Linked DNA regions of Mus musculus: regions 1, 2, 4, 5, 6 and 7 are each linked to region 3. A link is a contact called in public Hi-C, HiCAR-type and HiChIP or PLAC-seq data. All regions are on one chromosome and are shown on one strand. The core of a region is the stretch at or near the end of the contact, and the rest is flanking DNA. Distances in the headings are between cores, read along the strand shown.

The links. Hi-C and Micro-C count contacts between places; a contact is called where the count stands out from the background. HiCAR-type assays count read pairs that join an accessible place to other places. HiChIP or PLAC-seq counts read pairs in DNA pulled down with a chosen protein or histone mark.
Region 1: a HiCAR-type map of astrocytes shows a contact between it and region 3, with 4 times the contacts expected there. The contact joins two enhancer-like sites. A contact is called at or near these places in 1 of 39 promoter capture datasets (cranial neural crest), 2 of 115 datasets of contacts at active chromatin or transcription factors (astrocytes and trophoblast stem cells) and 1 of 9 other capture datasets (embryonic stem cells).
Region 2: a Hi-C map of cerebral cortex shows a contact between it and region 3, with 4 times the contacts expected there. The contact joins two enhancer-like sites. A contact is called at or near these places in 1 of 484 Hi-C or Micro-C datasets (cerebral cortex), 1 of 115 datasets of contacts at active chromatin or transcription factors (trophoblast stem cells) and 1 of 9 other capture datasets (embryonic stem cells).
Region 4: a contact with region 3 is called in a HiCAR-type map of astrocytes, with 2.5 times the contacts expected there. The contact joins two enhancer-like sites. A contact is called at or near these places in 7 of 39 promoter capture datasets (cranial neural crest, embryonic stem cells, frontonasal cranial neural crest and 3 more), 29 of 484 Hi-C or Micro-C datasets (the AML12 cell line, the C2C12 cell line, adipose-derived mesenchymal stem cells and 17 more), 18 of 115 datasets of contacts at active chromatin or transcription factors (the 230-238 cell line, astrocytes, craniofacial prominence and 13 more) and 1 of 9 other capture datasets (embryonic stem cells).
Region 5: an H3K4me3 HiChIP or PLAC-seq map of embryonic basal ganglia shows a contact between it and region 3, with 5 times the contacts expected there. The contact joins two enhancer-like sites. A contact is called at or near these places in 1 of 15 datasets of contacts at CTCF or cohesin (pro-B cells), 3 of 115 datasets of contacts at active chromatin or transcription factors (astrocytes, embryonic basal ganglia and large pre-B cells) and 1 of 9 other capture datasets (embryonic stem cells).
Region 6: a contact with region 3 is called in a Hi-C map of uterus, with 2.4 times the contacts expected there. The contact joins two enhancer-like sites. A contact is called at or near these places in 1 of 484 Hi-C or Micro-C datasets (uterus) and 2 of 115 datasets of contacts at active chromatin or transcription factors (astrocytes and craniofacial prominence).
Region 7: a HiCAR-type map of astrocytes shows a contact between it and region 3, with 5 times the contacts expected there. The contact joins two enhancer-like sites. A contact is called at or near these places in 4 of 115 datasets of contacts at active chromatin or transcription factors (astrocytes, embryonic basal ganglia, forebrain and 1 more).

Annotation. Positions count from the first base shown.
Region 1 is chr1:82,384,522-82,387,550 of GRCm38.p6, forward strand. The region is part of intron 6 of Rhbdd1 (rhomboid domain containing 1); the gene reads left to right. Among named protein-coding and RNA genes, the nearest start is that of Gm46095, 14 kb to the left of the region's middle. Within about 2 kb of position 1,455, at least 54 of the 459 cell types and tissues checked have an H3K27ac peak or open chromatin away from gene starts, as enhancers often do. A contact at or near this core is called in astrocytes, where this site is marked.
Region 2 is chr1:82,357,706-82,360,690 of GRCm38.p6, forward strand. The region is part of intron 3 of Rhbdd1 (rhomboid domain containing 1); the gene reads left to right. Among named protein-coding and RNA genes, the nearest start is that of Gm46095, 13 kb to the right of the region's middle. Within about 2 kb of position 1,441, at least 59 of the 459 cell types and tissues checked have an H3K27ac peak or open chromatin away from gene starts, as enhancers often do. A contact at or near this core is called in cerebral cortex, where this site is marked.
Region 3 is chr1:81,592,281-81,595,314 of GRCm38.p6, forward strand. No RefSeq gene overlaps it. Among named protein-coding and RNA genes, the nearest start is that of Nyap2, 520 kb to the left of the region's middle. Within about 2 kb of position 1,496, at least 153 of the 459 cell types and tissues checked have an H3K27ac peak or open chromatin away from gene starts, as enhancers often do. A contact at or near this core is called in astrocytes, cerebral cortex, embryonic basal ganglia and 1 more, where this site is marked.
Region 4 is chr1:82,273,224-82,276,557 of GRCm38.p6, forward strand. All of the region lies in intron 1 of Irs1 (insulin receptor substrate 1), which reads right to left. Among named protein-coding and RNA genes, the nearest start is that of Irs1, 17 kb to the right of the region's middle. Within about 2 kb of position 1,303, at least 10 of the 459 cell types and tissues checked have an H3K27ac peak or open chromatin away from gene starts, as enhancers often do. A contact at or near this core is called in astrocytes, where this site is marked.
Region 5 is chr1:82,198,459-82,201,479 of GRCm38.p6, forward strand. No RefSeq gene overlaps it. Among named protein-coding and RNA genes, the nearest start is that of Mir6344, 68 kb to the left of the region's middle. Within about 2 kb of position 1,668, at least 67 of the 459 cell types and tissues checked have an H3K27ac peak or open chromatin away from gene starts, as enhancers often do. A contact at or near this core is called in astrocytes and embryonic basal ganglia, where this site is marked.
Region 6 is chr1:82,134,803-82,137,809 of GRCm38.p6, forward strand. No RefSeq gene overlaps it. Among named protein-coding and RNA genes, the nearest start is that of Mir6344, 4.4 kb to the left of the region's middle. Within about 2 kb of position 1,394, at least 7 of the 459 cell types and tissues checked have an H3K27ac peak or open chromatin away from gene starts, as enhancers often do. A contact at or near this core is called in uterus, where this site is marked.
Region 7 is chr1:82,241,967-82,245,118 of GRCm38.p6, forward strand. All of the region lies in intron 1 of Irs1 (insulin receptor substrate 1), which reads right to left. Among named protein-coding and RNA genes, the nearest start is that of Irs1, 48 kb to the right of the region's middle. Within about 2 kb of position 1,490, at least 17 of the 459 cell types and tissues checked have an H3K27ac peak or open chromatin away from gene starts, as enhancers often do. A contact at or near this core is called in astrocytes, where this site is marked.

The sequences.
Region 1 (3,029 bases), core at 205-2,704, 790 kb after region 3:
GCTTCTGACAGCTTATCTAGTATGCTTTTTTTTTTTTTTTTTTTTTAAATCCAGGGGTGGCACCACCTACAATGAACTGGTCTCTCCTATGTCGATAATCAAGAAGTGCCCTTAAGGGTTGCCCAGCCCTGGGTATATTAGTTGAAATTCTTTCTTACCAAATGAATATAGTTTGTATCGAGTTAGCATAAATCTAACCAGCACAAACACCAGTCCCATTGAACTGTAAGAAGTCTACATTTTATCTGGTTATTTCTTCCTGGGGCATTTGATGCGTCTCTCTATTCTCTATCTACTAAATATTATCAATCAGTCACATTAGGAGCTCGTTAGACTCGGACTAGCCAGTGTTAGCAGGAAGATGACATAACTACTGTTAAGTCCTTTACAGTGGTTATGAGGTGTTAGATACACACCTTCAGGCGATGTCTTCTTCATTTGTCACTAAGGCGACAGGGCTGCTTCCTCTGGTTCCTCTTCTGTGAGACCAGTTGAAGCCCCTTAGGAGTGTCTGAAAGGGAGTGTGTCTGTGCCCGTGGTTCTGTGATCTCCCGCTTGCCCAGTCTTCAGCTTTACCCTTCCTGAGTTCTTCCTGGCAGCAGAATCTGAGGCGGTGAGCAAGTTCCCACATACCACTCTCGGCTTAGGGTTTGGTGGTTTAACTCCTCAGCTCTTGTCTGTACCCGAGGAGAGTTACTGTTTAGACTGCCCGGCCCTTGTGTTTATTGTTGGGGCAGGCCTGGTGTTCTGTGTACTTCTCAGCATTCCACGTAGTGTCTCCTTCTCTGGGGTCTGAGCCAACCACCCCTTAGGGGTTTGCTTTAGAAGCTTCGTATTATTCGTTGTGTTTATTTTTACTTTTTGACTGAAGATACTTTAGAAACAGTAGTTCCAAAGGCTGTGTGCTTGTTTATTTCTCTATGATTCATGAGTTGTTGTTACCATAAGGAATGTTAGTTTAGTAGTTGTGATTTGGTTTTGGGTTTAAAAAAAAAAAAGCCAGCTAAGAGAAATTCGTTGGGAGAAAGAATAACAAACCCACACCATTAGTTTGATACTATTCTTCAGTTAAACACATTGTAAGGTAAGTTATGGGATTAAAGTAGCAACTTTTTAACCTTAGAGTTTTCTAATATTTCCAAACAGTACCCTGCCATAATTACAAGTCCTAACGTGCATGCCAGGAGTAACACGGCCAAAGCAGCCTTTGTAGAAGAAATAGAGAGATCGCTATTATTCCAAGAACTAGTTCATTCCCTATTAACTGAAATTTTGTCTTGTCCTGTTGGCAGTCAGCACTAACAAAGGAGTCCAGGAGGCAGCTGATACCATACCATAGTAGGAAAGCCTTGGTTAAGAGCCATCTCTGAGTCAAAAGGCAGACGCCTGCTAGGAACAGTAGCTCGCTGAGTTTTTTGTTTGCTCCCCACCCCATGCCTTCTCTAATCTCTTCTCCCCTCCCCCACTGTTGTTCTTTAATGGCCTGCCACCAAGTTCAGCTGGCACTGGGCACAGAGTTCTTTCTCTCCTTTCCAACTTTTGTCTGCCACCTAGGGCCTGGGGCTGGTGAAATCTGGAACCCCTTGCTGATGTGTGGGGTGCTTGTGCATATCTTCTGTTAAGTTTCTGAAAAGCACACGGCCACATCCACACTGGCTGCCCTGTGAAGATTGGGCAGCGCTACACCAGACAGTGTGCTGGGCTGCTCCTTAGCCATATGTGAAATCAAGGCAAAATGCACTCCAAAAGCCTTGGCTTGACAGTGAGACAGGCTGCCATGACCGAAAAGAAATAGACTCCCAATTAATATCTAGCGCTTTTGCTGTTGATATCTTTGAGTCCTGTTTCTACCAACCATATATTCAAGGAGATCAGCTGAGGTGTGATTTAAATGGGGTGGGGGGGTGTTGTGGTTAACTTGCAAATTTCTCCTTTCTATGTGGCACCATGAAGGCACATAAAGGTAGTGTTTGTCTTGATTATTTTATTGTATGGGAAATTATAAGAAAGGTGGACTAAATTGTATTCAGTGCTTTTAAAATCAGTTATATTTACTGCAAAAAAAAACAAAAAAGGTTTCACTGTGACATACTCATATTTACAGAAGCACTTTGATGATGTTGACCCACCCCACTGCTCAGTCCAGTTCTGTTATTTCATAGTTTTGTTATTTCCAGTCGGAGGAAAGCATGGCCAGGAAGTGCCGTGGAATAGAGAGGTGAGTGTTTGAAAGTTAGGGCTCCTGTTGTACAAATGAAGGACTCCTGGGAGATAAACACACACAGCTCTTTGAGGAAGACCTGCTTTTGATAAGTACACACAAAGTGGTAATATCTTAGCTGAGCGACTATGTGAGCCTTTCTTGGCTTAATTCAGTCATACGCAGTTGGTGATTTATAACATATGCAAATTCCAGCTGCTGCCTTGCTTGGCTTTGGAGCACTGCAGCTAGGACAGAGATGTATAGCTAAGGCTAATTCTGCATGACCACTTAGCTTTTCTTTCTTTCTTTCTTCCCTGTAATAATAAAAAGAAGTACCATCTGCCAGATTGTCTCAAAGCAATTTCAGTGCAGAACAACGGTTGCCTTAAATTACTGGCTATTTCTCGCTTCTCTTCATGTCCAGGGTATTCATTTCAATGACAAAAGTTTTCCCTTTAAGACCGTGTTTAGGTGTGAAATTGTGCATGTAAAGAAATAGAAGTATTGCATATGACTGTTCATCTGTGACCATGGAAGAGGAGTAACAGAGAAATCAGAATTCTGTGTGGGTTCCTTCTAGAAAGTAGGAGGCTTCTATTTAGGACCACCATTTAAAAGCATTATAGTGTCCCATAAACAATGTAAACATGTTGGGAAATTGACATGAAAAGTTGTATGTGAATTAATTTATAATTTTTCTGAGCCCACACTTGCCATGTATGGAAAGGCACCATTTATATGCTAATGAGCAAGTTGATAATAAAGGTACAGCTGGAACACCAATAAATTAGTTTCCCATATTCCCTCTTCTTCCACCCTGAGACTA
Region 2 (2,985 bases), core at 191-2,690, 770 kb after region 3:
GAAGGAAGGAAGGAAGGAAAGGAAGGAAGGAGAAAAGAAAGAGAGAGAGAAAGAGATTAATCAAGTGGACAAACCTGTGGCAGACTTTTATCAAGAAAATAAGGTGGGTGAGGCCTGCAGAGGTGGTCCAGTGTTAAAAGCACTTGTTGCCCTTCCCAAGGACTCAAGTTCAGTTTCTAGAACCCACATGGTGGCTTACAACCATCTGTAACACCAGTTGCAGGGGATCCAGTCTGGCCTTCTAACCTGCACAGGCATCAGACATGCACATAGTACATACTCAGAGATGCAAGCAAAACAGTAAAACAAAAAGTCTTTTAAAAAGAAAGTAGAAAGAAAACTTCAGTAAATAGTTTTGAAGGCCAAGCTGTCACTCTAGACAGGGAGGAGACTGGTCATCTTAGGGCTGTATTTTTGTGGGAGAATACGGTTTGCTGCTTTAAGACATCTCACACTGTTTAAAAACACTTAGATACCTATTACTCAAACCTCTTTTTTTTTTTCTTTCTTGTAAAGAAAAAGCCCGAGTTTTCATGATTCAAAGGCTAGAATATAATTTTTCGAGACCCTGGCGTTTCCCTGATGTGGTGAAATTGTTGTTTTCAACCAGATCCCTAGGTTTCTTCAGAGTTTTGGGTTTTATTCAGTGAGGTCTTAGAGAACACTCAGTCCTGGTGTCGGTTGGGAGTTCATGGCTCTGTACCCTTCCAGGGAGGGTTGCCCAGGCTACCTACCTTCTGGACTTTGATGAACCAGTTACTCTCACTTAGAAGGTGGTATAAATAGATACTGAGGGACTTGAACTCTGGGCAGGGGCTTCCTTTTCCTCATTTCTCTAAAGCAGCATTGTGAGGTGTGATCCACCACGGGTAAAAATAACTCGGACTTGCTAATGAAAGACAGTGTGCCCAGAACCTGCTCTCGCAGCACACACTTTTATAGATGCTGAAATGCTCTTGTCAAACAGTATTTTAAAAACTGTCAGAGGTGTGTGTGTGTGTGTGTGTGTGTGAAATGAGTTTTAAATAATTCAGCACTATGCAGGCAGCTGAAAATGACTTTAAAAACTTGGAGTCCTCTTTTGTATTACATAAACAGGAAGGTGCCATGAATTAAAAATGGACTCTGCCTTCCATCCATCAGGTTCCAGTAACCAGTGTGAATGGACTTTTGTTGTTGCTGCTCGCGCTTTCCCATTAAAGAATTGTGGTGCAGTTATCCCAACAGATACTGAACAGTACAGAGTGCTAGCTAGCTTCCTGACAGCAGGTCCTGCCTGCTTTGTCTGACAGGATGGCTCTGCTGTGGTGGCAGCCTCTCCTCTGCTTCCCCTGAGCGCTGCTGCTTCAGAAGTGCCGACCGAGTAGACACGGGAGATAGTGGACTTGGGAGTGAGCAATAGATTGCTCGGTGCTCGCCAGCTCTCCCTTAGTGGCAGAACTCCACTGGAAAGGAGCTAATCAAAGTCGCTCCTGTGTTCAAGCGCTGAACAGCAGTGGGAAAGCGGCGCTCAAGAGTCACGGGGAGTTCTAGCCACATGTATCATTGGATCATTAGTCACCCTTCTCTTGCTCTTCCTGTCCCATTTCTTTTTTTAAGGTGTGACAAAGAAAGCCTTTTTTTTTTTTTTCCTCCTGTGAAAACTCTTAGGTGGAAAGTTTAATACCGCACATCCCTCCTGGCAGAGCGTAGCAAAGCACTATGATTTTCTGAAGGCCAAGCGGTTTTTTTCTCTGGAGCTTCCTGCTTGTGACTGGCGTGGGTGTTTTCTGGGGATAAGAATGGGAGTGACTGGACCTCTCTCTGATCTGCATATCTCTGAGGAGTTAAGTGGCTTTCATAATGGAATATTTCATGTGTGTTTCTCGGGCTTGGGAAGTGACTGAAACCCACAGAGAAATTTGGTCGGTAGAGTGAAGCGGAATGCACTGGTCTTCAAACACGGTGCTGAAAACCTGAAGCATTGGTACCTACAGTTAACTTTAAGGGTTTGCCCTAAGAAACTAACTGTGAGAAACACACCCAAATCTATAAATTCTACCCTGCTGTCTCTGAGAGTACACTGCATATGAGAGCCATCAGGTGCTTGGAGCTCACTGATCATGGACTATTTAGCACACACTGTGCAGTGACACTCCACAGTGCTCCACCTCTTTGTCACATGGACCCTAAGCTACTGCCACCCAGTGGGAGATGCTGGGCTGGTGAATGGGGGGGGGGGGAGGTTGGGGGGGTTTCTTCCTTACTGGCTACACATAGCTCAAGGGCATTCTCAGAGCTCATTTTAATGACTGGCCCCAGCACCCTTTTGATCTGGATTTCTTAGGTTTTTGTTGTTGTTGTTGTTGTTGTTGTTGTTTTTATGTAATTGTTTCTAAGGTTAGGCTAAGACCTAACAGAGAAAAGGCAGAAACAGGTATAGAAAATAGTGATAGTGATTGAAGACACCCTATCAAAGAGGAGTTGAAGAAGTCCTGCATTGTTTTTGGTTTTTGTTTTTGTTTTTGAAATGCTTCGCTGAACACTGCAGATCAGCAGCATAGATTATGTTTTGGAAGTGTTTTCTGGTTCAAACCTGTGTATGATATCGTTAGGCTTGAGCTACATGAACGGTTTTGTGGCTGATTGTCATCACTGTGGTTGCTTTCTTGTTCCTCTGTGCAAACTATGAATCCAAATTAAAGTTTCCCAGGAACCTGCAAATCCATCCAAGGCTGCGAAGGGCATTTCCTTAGCCTCCAGGCATGGATTTACTAGTCAGTTTTCACCTTTCTAGGTCCCTGAACTGAGCGCCACACCCAGTTTTTGCTTCTCACTGCCAGGGGCGCTGGGCTCAGAAACATTCCAAATTTAGTTGCTTATCTGTAAAGTGGGACGGTGATTGTCTTCAGACTGCAGCTTATTGAGAGGTGACCCAGAAAATGCCCCGCTGCCACGTTAGCGTCTGTGTGCTGTCATTTTATGGGTGCTGGTGGAATGCCTGAT
Region 3 (3,034 bases), core at 246-2,745:
TGGAATTTAGATGTTTAAAATCTGTCTCATAAATACACAAAAATCAAGTTATATATATTTGGAATTAAGATGTTTAAATGTTATATGGTTCCATATATGTACACAAAAATAAGGTGCATATGATCATAGCATAAAATTTACTCCTTCTGGGGAAAGGAATAATTTGGAGCAAGTGGGATCTCATGGAAGATGCCATTGTTTTATATTGAATTTGGGTAAAAGCTAGTCTGTTTGTTGCTGTTAAATTGTTTTGCCTTGTAAACTTTTAGTGTAAAGAGGCAGACAAAGCTGTGGGCATACACATAGGTCCACATTATCGTGTACAAAAGTGTGTTCCACATCAGGCAAGACTTTTTAGACAGCTACGTTGTATTTCTGGAGACTGCACCTAATGCCCAGGAAGTCTCTTTGCTTCCCATGCCTTTGTTGTGGGACCAAGCCTCATGCTGAAGTTTGCAAGGCATATAGAGCTCTGCCCAAATGTTAAGGAGGACCCACATACAGGCCTCCTGGATAGGTAGGCATTTCTTGTCTAAAATATAGAAGGGTATTTTTACACCTTGCTCTGTTGCCCTTAGAAAAAGACAGATTCTCCCCAAATCACGGAAGTGTGTGTGTGTGTGTGTGTGTGTGTGTGTGTGTGTGTGTGTGTGTGGTGTGTGTGTGTGTACTTGATGCTTAAGGTTAATTACACCCAAGAAAGTTAGCTAGTGTCCCTTTGGGGGTGTGTCTGGATAAAAATGTCCCAGTCCTGGGCCATTCATTTTAGGATGCTGAGACGGTTTAATAAGTACAGTAACATTTGGGAGTGGGAGGTAGAATTTTCCTCTATAGTCATAAGGATATCATATAGGTGGTAGTGGAGGTGGTGGTGATGGTGGTGGGGTGGTGCTTCTGCTGCTGCTGCTGCTGGTGTGTGTGTGTGTGTGTGTGTGTGTGTGTGTGTGTGTGTGTGTGTGTGGTGTCCATGGAGAGGACTAAACCTGTACTGAATACCATTCTTCAAATGCAACTACACTTAAATATCCATATATTAAAATATACATGCCCATTTTCCGCTCCTACATAAAGGAGCCAGGCACAGGCCGGTCTCTTTCTAGTTGATCTTAATCCCTCTCCCCTTCAGCGTGGCCAGGAGCACCCCTCTCTTTGTAATAAATAGCTCTGAGAGCAAGACATTCATTCTGTCCCCTTTGATCACCTTGGAGCTGTCAGCTTGTGCTGCTGTTTGCCTCCCAGCTCTTGTTCCTGCCTAAAAGTGGAAGTAATGCCCCCTGAAAGAAATACCCTAGGTGTCCCGCAAGGCTGCAATCTATTTCTTCTTTTGTTGCATACGCCCCCTGGGGCCCGCCCTCCCAGCTTGAACAAACTCCTCTCTTCTTCCCCCCTCTCTATATCTTCGAAATTCTAGTTCCTTCTACAGACACTCAGCTGTGCTCCTGTGACGCCCCTAGGCCAGACTGTCTGAGAAGCTACCACCCTGCCAGACTGGGGAGGCTCCTCCTGGCTCCTCCTCCTTCTGCTAGTCGCAGACTCCGCAGAGCTCCGCACTGCAGGCTTTTGTGGTCACGGATCCTACAATCTTCATCAGAGAAGGCTAGCATCATGTCCCTGTAACTTAACCAGCAACTGATCTCCCCTAAATGCCCTCGTTTCCCTGCATTGACTAGAGACTTGGGATGCCTCCTCCCTCCCAGGAACTCCTTGGGCTGGCATTAGGGGCCCCCAATTTTGCAGTCAGCGTTTGAGTGGTGGGGAGTGGCGCTGAGATCGGGCTCAGCTGCAAGCCTTTGCTGATGCAGGGCTGGGAACACATTTGCAAGCTCTCTTCCTGGTTTATAGCGGAGATTATAAGCAATCTGTCTCCTCTCTTATCATCGCGTCAGGCCTGTTGTATAGTTTGTAAATATTGCTCAAGTGAAATAATTTGCAAAAGTAAACAATTGGGAGAAAAGAATATGGACCGTGAGGTTTGTCTTTAATGTATTTACAGGACAGGAAAGGGGTCTGGGATGAGAAAATTATGGGGTAGAATGGGGAGGGGAGGGAAGAAGAGGGGAGAGTTGACGACCAGAATGCTGATGATTCTGTGATGGCGACATAACTAATTAACTGTAATGTCGCTTAAAAGCTTCTGGCTCTCCCTGACATTGTTCGAAAGTATGCATTATTTTAAAAAGAGCTAAGATGTAGGGGGTGGTTGAGTGGCTTTAAAATGACTGAATACCACTCATTGTGCTGGATAAGAAAGAAAGAAAGAAAGAAAGAAAGAAAGAAAGAAAGAAAGAAAGAAAGAAAGAAAGAAAGAAAGAAAGAAAGAAAGAAAGAAAGACGAAAACCGACAAACTGCAGTGGAAATAAATACAGCATTGCAGGTTGGTGTGTGAGGCTACAGCTGGGGAAGCCAGGGCTGTTAAGTGGAAAATTCCTGAAGAGGACATATTTCTGTTTCCAGTGGGAAGAAAGAGAGTGTTGTTGGGAGCTGGCAGTTCTTTATAAAATACAAGAGTACCATGATGATGACCAAACGACCTAACTGAACTGAGAGAAATTAACCAAACAAATAGCTTTACCTGTTATACTGTATTCTTAGAGACTGCCACAGTCTCCTTTCTGGTCCCCTGGGTCTAGACAGAAGGGAGGAATGAAGAGGCTAAGAGAGCTGACAGACAGCAGAAAACTGGAGTGGGGTGGGGGTAGGGGGTGGGGAGTAGGGGTGCCTTTGCTCCTGAAACAAACACATACTCAGAGAGCCGGTCCTTGGGTTCTCAATACTGAGAAACCAGTGTTATCTGGAGGATGCCCATTGTAGGAACACTCTTGTTGGTCCTGAGAGGACTTTCCCAGAATTCCTGTTTAGGGGAACTTCAGAGAGATGTCACTGCCATCCCTTCAAGGGTAGTTTAGATTGCATCCCTAAGATGCAAAGAGAGGAGAGCAGAAAGCAGGTCCTCAGCGATGCCCCACCCCCGACCCCCGTGAAAGTTCCTTGTACACTTGGAGAGCACATTCCGTCTAAGGCATCCTGCTGCAG
Region 4 (3,334 bases), core at 53-2,552, 680 kb after region 3:
CTGAAAGAGTGGCTGGGGTAAGGATGCTCGAACCTGCAACATCAAACGCTACCCTGCCCTTCTGGTCATTTAGATGTATTTTTTTCTAACTTATAATTCATAAACACAATTTACTTATGCTGGAAATTTATTCAGAACTCTTTAGTGATGTTTTCTAAGTACCTCTGTCATTATTTTTTTTAAATATTCATCTTGAGTAGGGGGAAGGGAACCTAAAATCCCTGATCTATGAATAACAGTAAATCCTATCAGTGGGGTGAAAAGGGAGCCAAGTGAAGCTCTATTCTTATAAAGGAGGCTCAGTGGTTAAAAAGTCCACCTAAAAGGAGCCAGTGAATGAACTCGAATTTGGTGACTTTGTGTGTATGTGTGTGTGTGTGTGTGTGTGTGTGTGTGTGTGTGTGTGTGGCATGCTTGACAATGCAAGGACACTTTTCAAGTGCCCATCTAATACACTGGAGTGAGAAGCAGGCTTTGAAAACATAAAGACATTCCTCCAGCGAGTTTCACGCTGCAGGCTAAAAGCACCAGCCATTCATTTTTCCATCTCGAGAAACATTCTTCACCCAGTTCAAAGGCAGAGAGACAACAAGCCCGCACACACTTTCTGAAGGTCGTCCCTTGTAGGGACTTGTGAGGGACCAAAGGCTTAGGCTACAAAATATTTTTTAAAGACCTAGTTTTAGGAAGGCTACCTTTTCATTACACTCTAGTTCCCACCTCCTAACTTAACTTTCTTCCCAACCCCCAAGCACACACACACTCCCTCTCCTCTTCCCTATTCTCTCTCTCTCTCTCTCTCTCTCTCTCTCTCTCACACACACACACACACACACACATATACACACACACACAGAGGCACACAGACAAATGGCGAAGTTTAGGCAAAGCAGAAGGTTTTTAATATATTCTCAGTGATTTCCAAGGTATTCAATTAATAGCTTCAGCAATTATTTCGTTATGCATTCTTTTAAAAGCATGATATTTACACACATTCCTTAACCTAAGCAGGGGAGTGGGACCTGCTTTGAAAGGGAGTTACCACTTAGCTGCGATTCAGAAAGTGCATTGGGATTGGGAGGAAGGGGGCAGGTGGGAGGGAAGGGTGGATGGGAGCCCCCAAAATCACAGCATAAATAGCACCAATTCAAGGAGCTGCACATAATACTCTAGAGGCCCATCCCCTCCCACCATCAAATGTATTTTTATACAGCATCCTGTTTTGTTTTGTTTTGTTCTCTGACCTCAAGAGCATTTAAGGCATTTGTGATTCTGGTAAGAGAAAAATGTAAACACTGACTGCTGGGAGGGCTGGGCAGTGTTCACTGCAAAGTATTTGCCCTGGTTGAGACTCAACAAACCCTATCTCTGTACTGCCAGGACCTACAAACCCTTTCTCTGTACTTCCAGGACCTGCATTTAGGCTCTTCCAATGCATTTAAAAGTCCCTTTACAGCCCTTGCCTCTCACCTCTCCCCATACAATCCGGTTCTCATCTGGTCCAACTTCCTGGGTCTGCAGGTCAGCCACTGGAAAGGGGAGGAGAGGAAGGTAGGGAGAAAAGGGAAGGGGAGGGAAGAAAAGAGGGTCTCTGCCTTTAGGTTCCCTTCCATTGACACCTTGGCTCTTAGGTACTGTGCCAGCCACCTGAGGACTATCTGCAAGTTTGTGACACAAGTTGTCACCTACAAAGTTCATGTGCTATAACTGTACAAGCAAGTCCCTGCCTCCTCCCCCCCCCCCCAACTGCCTAAAAAAGAAAATTTCCTAAGTTTTAAATAATTTTCTAATTTTGGTTGGGCTGTATTAGGAGCTACAATTCTCCTGAGGCAGGATGGGAAGGTGAGTGAGACAGAAATTTCACAGGCCAGCTAGTCTGGTTCGCACTGCAAAAGACAAGGAGACCCTGTCTGACCCTGCCACACACAAGGAAGGTATGAACTAATACTTGAGGTTGTCGTCTGACCTCTAAATACTATTGCACACACAAACATGCAAACATAGGCATACGTGTGCACATTGTACACATACATACATACATACATACATACATACATACATACACACATACATACATACATGTTATACAGACACAAGGAACAATGTAAAAGTTAGACATGGCTGTATGACTTAGGCTTTAGAAAACAGGACAGGACCAAATGTGACAGGCAAGGAAGCTAGAGAGTCTTTATGCTCAAGTACTGGTTCTCTTGTCTGTGAAATCCACCTAACACCAGGTGAAGTCTTGATCAACCTCCGCTGAGTATGGCCCTATCAGCAGGAAGCACTACCTGGAGCATCATTTGAAGATGGGCAACTTCTACCTCACCTCCGACTACCCAGGCAGACAGGCAAAAGAACTGCCCAGTAGAGTCAAAAATAGCAGCCCACAGAACTGAGACTTAATAAATATTTGATATTTTAATGAATCTGGTTTTAGAATGGTTTGTTTTACTCCAAAAGCTAAACAACACATATACCATATCCAAGAAAATATGTAACTTCACATGTAAGACTTTTCATTCCTACTTATTCCAGACAACTAGAAGAAAATGAACATAATTACCATAAGTATATTTTTATGAGGAAATGTCAGCAACGGTGAGCAAATATTGATAAGCACTGAATAAGTATGCATTCTCATATTCTTGAAAGTTTCTCTTTTGTAACATAAGCTATCTCATTTCCATCAGTCCTGGACCACACTCAGTTAAAAAAAAAAAAAAAGATGGATGTCAGTCATATATGTTTCAAACAGTAGATAAAGTCTCACTTTGGTTCAAATTAGAAGCTGTTTGAGCAATTTGTCACTGGGGATAGGAGAGGTACTCTACATTCCACTCTGGTTCCATGGTGATCCTGAGTACAGCTGTATACTAAAAAGACACTGCTCCCAGAACATGAGATGAGAGAAATAAAAAAAGATTCCAGTAAAAAGCACCCTGTCTCTCCAGCTCTCAAAAATACGATCCCTTGTGCCCAGAAAGCCCTCCCGGGAATCCTTCACCTTTATAGTTAGCCTCCCACGATACCCAGAGAAGAATTATAATCCATCCCATCCAAGGAGCACCAAGAGCATGAGTGCTACCAGGCAAGCAAGCAAAGAAAGAACAGTGATAACATCTGCAGTTGTAGTGTTTGGGAACTTAGGGACCTTTGGTCTCAACACAGGACCAACTTCTTAACCAACGTCTTTCATCTTTACTGGACTAAACACAACCTCTAGACACTCTCTGTACCTAAAATTCAAGAGAGTCTATACAGCTAGTTCAATTCTGGAAGATAAACAAAAGTCAGCAGCATTAGTGGCCCTGAGAAGAAACCATGAATGAAG
Region 5 (3,021 bases), core at 418-2,917, 610 kb after region 3:
CAATGAATACAAGGAACTGATACAATGAATTGATACTAAAAGAGAACTATTAGACTGACTGACTTGCTAAGATTGGCAATTTCTTTCTCATACCACAGAGCCCCAGAACCCTGTATGCTCAGTCTACAAGACTATGTGTCTTCATAGTCTCAATCTGGTGCCATGAGCCTGAAATGTTCTTGAAGAGCTATTGATCTACAGTCCATGTTTGAAGTTCAAAGAAGTTAATTCTAATGTCAGTAAAAGAATTATCATCATAATCGGAATCACCATTATCAGCGGCAGCAGCAACAGAGTAGATGAATTCATCAACAAGTGGGAAGGCCAGCTGAGCAAATGGTAGCTTTCCTTCTTCATGTCCTTTCATCTGAACTGCAACCAGAGCATTCTACCTACATTTAGGGTAGGTCCCCCACATCGATTGATGCAATGAAGACAATCCCCCACAAACATGCTCAGGGGCCAACCCAGTGAACACACTCTTTCAATAAGACTCTCTCTCTCTCTCTAGGTGATTCAATGTCTTGTGAAGCTGACAACTAAAAGCTAACCATCAAGGTAGGCAGTCATTCTACCATTGGTACATACCAGCCCTGGAGATCTTAACTGAACAGATGAGAAATGAGAGAAATGGGGCATTATAGCCCAGGAACCTTCATTTAACAAATGAGAAAATGCAGAAATGGGAGCTGAAGAGTTAGAAGAGCTGTTTGCTCTTGCAAGGGACAGGAGTTCAGAACCCAGCACTGATACTACAACTTACAACTATCTGTATCCAATGCCCTCTTCTGGCCTTAAGGGCACAGGAACACAAATAGTGCATATACATGTAGGCAAGCACTCATACACGAAAAATAAACTTAAGCTAATCTTTTATAAAAGACAGAAATAGACATTAGTTTTCTTTGTTATGTGTGCCAATCTGTGTGTACGTGTGTGTGTGTGTGTGTCTGGGTCTGGGTCTGGGTGTGTCTGTGTGTGTAAGACAGGAAAAAAAAAAAAAACCTTGGACGTCATTTGTCAGCACTGTTCATCTTGCTTTCTTTCAGTCAGGCCCCTCATTCGCCTGGAACTTATAAAGTAGACTAGACTGGCTAGTCTGTGAGCCTAGTGGATCTACCTGCTTCAACAAGGGGACTCCACATCATGCCCTGCCTGATTTCTAAATGTGAGTTCTAAATTTCAAACGCAGGTCTTATGCCTACAAATCAAGGACTTTAGCAACTGAGCTACTTCCCCCACCCCGGGCCGGGGGTAAGTTGTTGTGAACCACCTGGATGCTTTAGCCAGCTATTACCACACACCAACATAAGGCTTCATCTTCTTGTTGTTTGAGCCTTTCTTACTTTGCTGTCCCGGTTTCCTTTATTTCAATAACAATTTGGCTCAGCTTGCTAAAAATACCCTTTTGTGCACTGTTGGTATTTTGTTTTGTTTTGTTTTTCTTTTTGGTTTCATTGTTACTCTGAACCCTAATTTTTGTGGTGAGACCAGAAAAGGCTGGTGCACTGGTAGCAAGCACATTTGTTTGAGGCTGGTGTGGCATTATGCAAACCTAGCTGTGAGGCCACAGCTCTGATGATTTCTGCAGTCCCGTTCCTTAATCACACACTCCTCTGGAATTTATTTCTGCCCAGGCAGAATCTGGGTATTAAATGCTTTGAGTTGCTATTCTTAGAGAGCCTCTATTTTTAGCAACAAACTGTCTCTCTGAGGTGCATACAGCTGCTCATTCACACTAAAGCCTTTTCCACAAAGCTCACATTCTCCTCCCTTCTTTTTGAGGCCCAAAAGGCCTCTGAGGAAAAACAAACAACATGGGTTATATTTAGTTTCCTATTCCACTATCATGAAGCTCTAAATCTAGAGGAAGTTATAAATATACTACAAGGAAACCGTTTCTCTCTCTCTCTCTCTCTCTCTCTCTCTCTCTCTCTCTCTCTCTTTCTCTCTCTCTCTTTCAATAGTACTATAACTCCACACTGAACTGTGGCAAAAGAAAAAGAAAAAGGGAAAAAGAAAAAAGAAGACGAGGGAGAGAGAGAGAGAGAGAGAGAGAGAGAGAGAGAGAGAGAGAAAGTAGAAAGCTACTCATATTAAAGAAGTCACATGAATTAGACCTTTAGAAGACACTGTCCTAATGAGGAACCAATAACACTAAGAAATGCTTAAGACAGATCAAAAGCGTTTTTAATATTCATAGAAAGTGGAAGGAATGTCAAAAATAACAAATACCACAAGCTGAACGGCTCTTGTGTTATATGTTTACTCTCTGAGAACATGCACTGAAGCAAACTGGAAGACGTAAGGGGATACCTTTTCCGCATCCCACAAACTGCAGGGCGGGCAGGCGCATTCCCAGCAGTGCTGCCAGATGAACCTTCCCCTGTTATCTCAAGGGCTTCCTCTTTTACTAACACAGAAGCCCAGAAAGTCTTCAGTGTGCTTGGAACTCCCAGCCCATGAAAAACCCAGTACCTGCTGCCAGCCAGTTGCCCTGAGACCAATTCTCTCTCCCTCCTGACCAACTGTAACTCATTTTCAAAACCTCTCTGGTGGGAGCGCCAGTAACCCATCCAACCCTTCCTCGGCGCCTCTTCTCATCTGTCTCAAAAGGATCCAGAGTCTTGACACACATCTCTTGGTCTGTACCTGCTTCTCCAGTTAGCTTGAGGAGTATTACAGCGGGGCGGGCGGGGGAGGGTGGGGTAAGACAGGGGGTGCTCTGCTAGGTGGACAACTTTTTGTGGATCTCCAGGCTTTTTTTTTTTCTGTTTTGAGGGGAGTGGACACACATCTTAAGGGGTTGAGTACCTTCTACACTTCCATTTTGCCATCTGAAAAATTTGTCGAAACGAATAGTATAAGTCATTTATGTAAATACCCAAGCCACGATCCTACTCGTGGGAACAGCGGCTCTATGAATGGACATAATTTTTCTTATTCACTAGCCTGAATTCCCCTTTCAAGGCTCATCATGAGCTCTGACATCTTCCTTTCTTCTTTCCACCACCCTCACTC
Region 6 (3,007 bases), core at 144-2,643, 540 kb after region 3:
TGCATATAAGTCCATTATCCCTGATGCTTTTGCTCCACAACTGAACTCCCTGACTAGGTAGCTAGGAAGACTAAACCAATCATCATGAGTGAACATGGAGTCTACTTGAGGACTCTCTGCTACTATAATGGGCAGATTTTTATTTTTACTTTTTTACTTTTAGTTTATGGTCCCTACAGCATCCCTGCCTTTGGAGAGTGAGCACAGTTCAATGGCTGTCTCAGTACACCATGTGGTGCTAAAATAGCAGCTCTGATCCAAGTGAGGCCGCTTGGAGATCCAAGCCTACCTCAGCTTGGCTTTGCCCCAAAATGAGCCAGTTATGCTAGTCCCAGACTCTTCTTGAAGGCAGCAACTGCTCTTTCTCTATAGCCGTAAGCTTTGAGGCCATGTGCTTCTGACACTCTGCAGGCCATTGGACAACCTCCAAGGAAGATGAGGGAAGGCAAGCAGAGAAGGTCCAAGCAAAAGCATAGAGCTAGCAATAGATGGACCTGTGTGTGTGTGTGTGTGTGTGTGTGTGTGTGTGTGTGTGTGTATCTATCCTATATCCTTGGTGACTCAAAATCCACAGAAGAGTGGGTCAATCAAAATCCTCATTCTAAAAACTCTTGTTAGAGTCAGGTAAGCTCAAAAAATAACAATTGGTTTGCAATCAAGAGTCATGTACAGTGAGATAAATATTTTCTAAAATATTTTGCTAATTATTCAATAAATGGAAAACCCATCCTCAGTAAATATTCTAAGATCTATGGTTCTAAATATATATCCATTTTAGACTTGTATAGCTTATTTCTAATGAAGAAATAAGCTTATTTACTCCTTAACTAGCATTCTGTTACTTAAATAAAATTGAATGCTTCCTCCTTGGTGGTAGTGTGTGTAAGTTGTTGTTGTTGTTGTTGGTGGTGGTGGTGGTGGTGGTGGTGGTGTGTGTGACAGAGACAGATAGACACACAGACACACACATAGAGAGATAGAGACAGACGGAGAATTTGTCCTAAACTTAAAATTTATGACTTTTTATGAAGTCAAAATTTATACCTGCTATGAAGAGAAAGCCTTGGCCTTGGCCCACTGCACAAACACTGCAGGCTGGCACTCAGGCATCAGAATGTCTATCTAAGCACAGCAGCAGCAGCCTCACCGTTGACCTTGTTTGAAAACTGGTATGTCAACCCCTTATTTGGTTCTGGTGAGACTCCAAACAAGGAGCCAAATCAAAATGTGTTGATAGTATTTGCTGACGTATCTCAAGCAGTTAGTTATACGGTGAAACGTGAGGCCTGGGCAGCCCTGATTAATTTGAACGAACACCAGAAAAGGTTACACTGCTCTGCAAACAGTTTTTATATAAAAATGTCACATGAAAGGCAGTGGTATTAAAGATTTATGCTGTGGGGTTTGCCTGGAATACATCAGCCGAGCACTGTTGTTCCTTGAGCCATGGATGTAATGGCACTTTCTGGTCGTTTCATCTGAGCCCTGCTTTCTTAGAACTCCATGCTGTCAAAACAGTCCTTTGTTCTGAGTTTATATGTGTAAATTTCTATTAAAAAGAACCATGGACATTTTATTTCTTTTATCAAAAACAAAAGACGAGAGGAGGGTATAAGAAATGCTGACAAAGCAGACTGGCTCCTGGGAACGCAGTGGTTTTTACATATAAGATGTACTTGGAGAGACTGGGGAGATAGCTCCGTGGAGCATGAGGACCTGAGTTTGATCTGTGAAACCTACATAATAAAAAGCCAGGCATGGTGATGCACACTTATAATCCAGGGCTGGGGAGGCATAAACAGGTTCCTCCCTGAAGCTTGAGCTCACTGCTCACCTACCCTACTCACTACTGGGCAAGCTGCAGGCCAGTGAGAAAACTAGTCTCAAAAAAGAAAGACGTCAACGTGGAAAGAGCATGAGGAGCAACATCCCAGGCTATATGCTGGTCCTAACGCACATACAAGTGTATGTATGTAATGTACCTATAGCTACACAAACATGCACACAAGCAAAACAAATGTGCTTGGAAATTCTGCTAGTTACACTAAATAATCACCTATATTAAACAAGACCCCAGAAGGATTCATGAATGTGTTTTCTGCCCTAACAGTAGCCCTTTATGAGAGATGTTCATATCTAAGGTTGTGATTTTAACACCAGAAGCAAAAATAAGCCACCTCTAGATGAACATGTCTCAAAACAGTTCAGAGCAGAAGAGGGCCAAGCTGTGATTCTGACCCTTACCCTGCAAGCTGAAGCACCTTTATACCTTTAAGAGGAGTTAAACTAGATCTACCACAGCCTTATACTGTAAAAGGCCAGCTATGTTCTTTTTATAGGCAGGGGAAGTCACTGCATACCTACAGACTATTCTGTTGCTTTGCAGGTTTTTTACCATTCTGGCATGTCTTTCCATTTTCATTCCTGCTTCCTATTGCTTAATGTCAAGAAATAAGAGTAGGGGGAGTTTCACAGCATAAAAAGTAGTAGCTTTCTTCACATAAAACCTATTTAACTAATCATCTTTTGTAATATCAGTGCACGGTTTACTTGGGGAAGGTGGACATTATGATGAAATTTTAAGACAAACTTACCATTTCAAACCATTTAGCATATCAGTTATTGGACAATCTCAGAGTAGGAGACATCAACAAATTAACACGTGCTGTGGCTTGACTGTGACCTGTCTCTATAAGCTTGACTGTTTGGACACTTGGTTCTCAACTGGAGGTGGACCTTAAAGTAGGGCCTAGATGGACAAACTGAATCACCTAGAGTCAGCTCTAAAGTTTACTAGCCCAGCCCTACTTCCTGTCCTTTCTGTGTCTGACTTTAGCCACAATGTACCCAGCTATCTCACACTCCCTCCACCATACCTGTCCACAGTGATGGCCTGTGCCCCTTCAAACTGGGAGCCACAATAAACCATTCTTATCTTCAGTTGGTTCTTGTTAGGTATTTAGTCATGACAGGGAGGAAAGTGATGAATAATACAACATGCTTTTGA
Region 7 (3,152 bases), core at 240-2,739, 650 kb after region 3:
TTCTGCACTCATTTTTAAGTGTCTTCTAAAAAGAGAAAACTAACATTCAAATCATACTTCTGCACTTAAAAGCACGCGAGGGAGGAACACATGAAATTATTAGCCCATTTTAAAAATCATTCTCGTTAAGATCGTATCCTTTCTCCCATGTTCCTAATTCATTGTTTATAGTCAGAATGTGAGGTGAGCTTCTGCTGTCTTGGTTTTGGTCCCCCAACTGGGAAATGAAGAGAGAAGTTCGAGAGTTCAAAAATGCCTCTTGAGCACTGGTTTGTGCTCCAAGATGGGAGCTGTGATGCCCGAGGTAGCAACATGCAGTATCTTCTTCCATCAGTTCTCCACTTCGTATTTTTACGACAAGGTCTCTCACTAAATCAGAAATTCGCCTGAGTGAACTATATTAGCAGCCCAGCAAGCCTCAGGGATCCTCTTGTCTCCACCTCCCAACGAGGGGATTACCTATACACACCACCATGCCCAGCGTTCTTAAGTGGGCTCTAGACACTGAACACAAAGGCTCAAGATTGCACAGCAGGCACTTTATGGGGAGACATAACCTTCAGTTTCCAAGTCTGCCATTCTCTTATTTACACAATTACTTCCAAGTTCATGCCACAATCATCCATTCCTCTGGCTTCCACCCCATTGCTGCTGCTGCTGCAATAGTAACACCTGGTATGACTATTTCAAAACTCACATCTTCTAGAATGTTGATATATTGATGCTCATCTACAACATACCCTGAGAAAACTTTTTTTTAAACCATTCCTCAGTCTAGTAAACAAGCCCACCAAATTAAAGAATAGCAAATCCAAACACACCAGTTGCAAATGGCATTGCAGTTCTTGCAGCGAACAGGTATCCCTTAGTTATAACACTTGTTACTACACAATCTGAGATGGGGACATGGAAGTGTCACTCTACTTGCTAGACTTGCAACACTAATAGGATCCTGTGACTGACAGTCAGAACTCTGACAAAGTACCAGAGAACTAAACAGCACTCCAGAGCATTCCTTCTGCCAGCCCTGCCAACCATCCACGTAAGGAAAAGGAAAGCTATGACCAGAGAGATTCAAAAGTTTGGTGCACAGGAGAATCTATTTGGGCTTTAGAAGGTGCGGTTGGGAAGTATCAAGGCAAGCTGGAAGCAGGTGAAAATAGAGAGTGTGAAAGTACTGTCTATTCTAAATCCTCCTGGAGATCACACCAAAAGAAAGAAAGAGTGGAATGAAGGTTAGAGGTAAGGACTGAGATAGTGCTATTTGATGTTGGAAAATGGAAAGGCATTTAAGCTCCAGAAAGAAAACTTCTTTTCAAACTGGCCAAGACTGAGCTGGCAAGCCTGGGTTCCATGATCTTAAATGGCAAAGGGTAACCAAGCAGGCCAAACCAATGCTTTAATGGACCTGCCTAAATACCACTCGTGCCTGCTGCCAGTCACATGGGGAGAATCGAGCTGGAGAAAATAACAAGGTTGCTGGCCAGACCTTGACGGGCACAGAGTTGCCAGGGAGAAAATCCAGGATGGAGTGCCAACATGTGAGAGGCCATCTCGCTCCAATTCCTCCTTTGTCGCCACAAAAGACCTGGCAGGGCTGGTGACTTCAGGAGACCACCAACGAAGAAAGCCAAGCTTTATTAAAAGGACATATCAAGATCTACTAAGGAGGCAATGGAGCCATTTGGTTCCTCTGTGGCCTGCTAGGGTGAGTGCTGCCATCATGGGGGAAGGGGGAGTTTCTTCCCTGGCTTGCATGAGGCTCTGGAAACTGCTCAAAATAATTAAGGATGAGAAAAGAAATTTAAACAGAGATGCTCACTTCTCAGTAAGGAAAGGTTTGGAGTCAATCATGGATTAAATAAAACTCAAAAACAAAATATTTTAAACTGAAGCTAGAGAGATGGCTCAGGGGTTAAGGACACTGGGTGCTCTTTCGGAGGGGGGGGCAGTTTGAATCTCAGCACCCACATGGCAATTCACAACCATCTGTAACTCCAATTCCAGGGCGTTGGTCACCCTCTTTGGCCTCTGTAGGCACCAAGAATGCATATGGTGCACATACCGTGCAGGTAAAACACTCATAAACATAAAATAAAAGTAATTTTAAAATCTTCTAAAGTTACTTTTAAAAAGTCATTTTGCATTCCTTTAATCAATTAAGGGGGAGCACAATAATAAAGCAAATGGCACCGAAGGCATAATAGTGCTCCTAGAAATCGGTAAATCAAAATGCCTTCAATGTTTCCATCAATACCGTACGTTACTATGATTAATAAATTTTGACAACTTGACCAATCTAGAATCACCAAGGAGACACACCACACCTCTGTGCATGTTGCTGAGGAACTTTCTCGACAGCCTAAATGTGGACTTGAATCCAGGAGTGAATGAAAAGGATACAGGGAGCTTAGCAACAGTATCCATCCCTCTCTGCCTCCTGACTGAGGATGCCACAGGACCAGCTGCCTATTGTTCCTGCTTCTGGAACTTTCCCACCATGATAGACTATATCCCTGAATCATTATCCTAAAAGCAACCTCTCCCATCCTTAAGCTGCTTTTGCCACAGCAATAACATAAGTAATATATATGTCCACACACACGACAGAATCAAAGCAGCAAGACTTAGAAAACTTTCTCTAAGGTACATGCAGGACCGAAAGTGTCATGGGCAGGAATTCTTTCACATTCATGGTGTTGTTTCGACAACATTATTCTCTCTTACTAGAAGTACATTCTAATTAGTTCTGAGGTTTATATTGAAACATCATATCACTTTTTGGGTTAGGGTTTTATTTTGTTTATAATGGTCAGAAATACAGGACACAGAGTTTATAAATCTGGCTTGGATACAAACCAATGGATTTGAATTCCACCATGGCCCCCTTTTCAATGTGGTGTAGAGAGAGCAAAAATGTCTGCAACGCAGTTTCTGTAATTGGACAAAAGGGAAGGATGTGGACCTATTGCCACAAACCTTTCTTTGCTCTTAAACACTAAGTAAGTTTCTCATGTGTGCTCTGTCCCTGGAGTCTGATGGCTCCAGGAAAGCAAAGCCCTGACCGGGCATGTGAGGAAGTGTCCGGATACCCAGTTGCTTCACAACCATCATCAGATTTTCCATAACAACGTGTGAATGAGGCTCAGAAC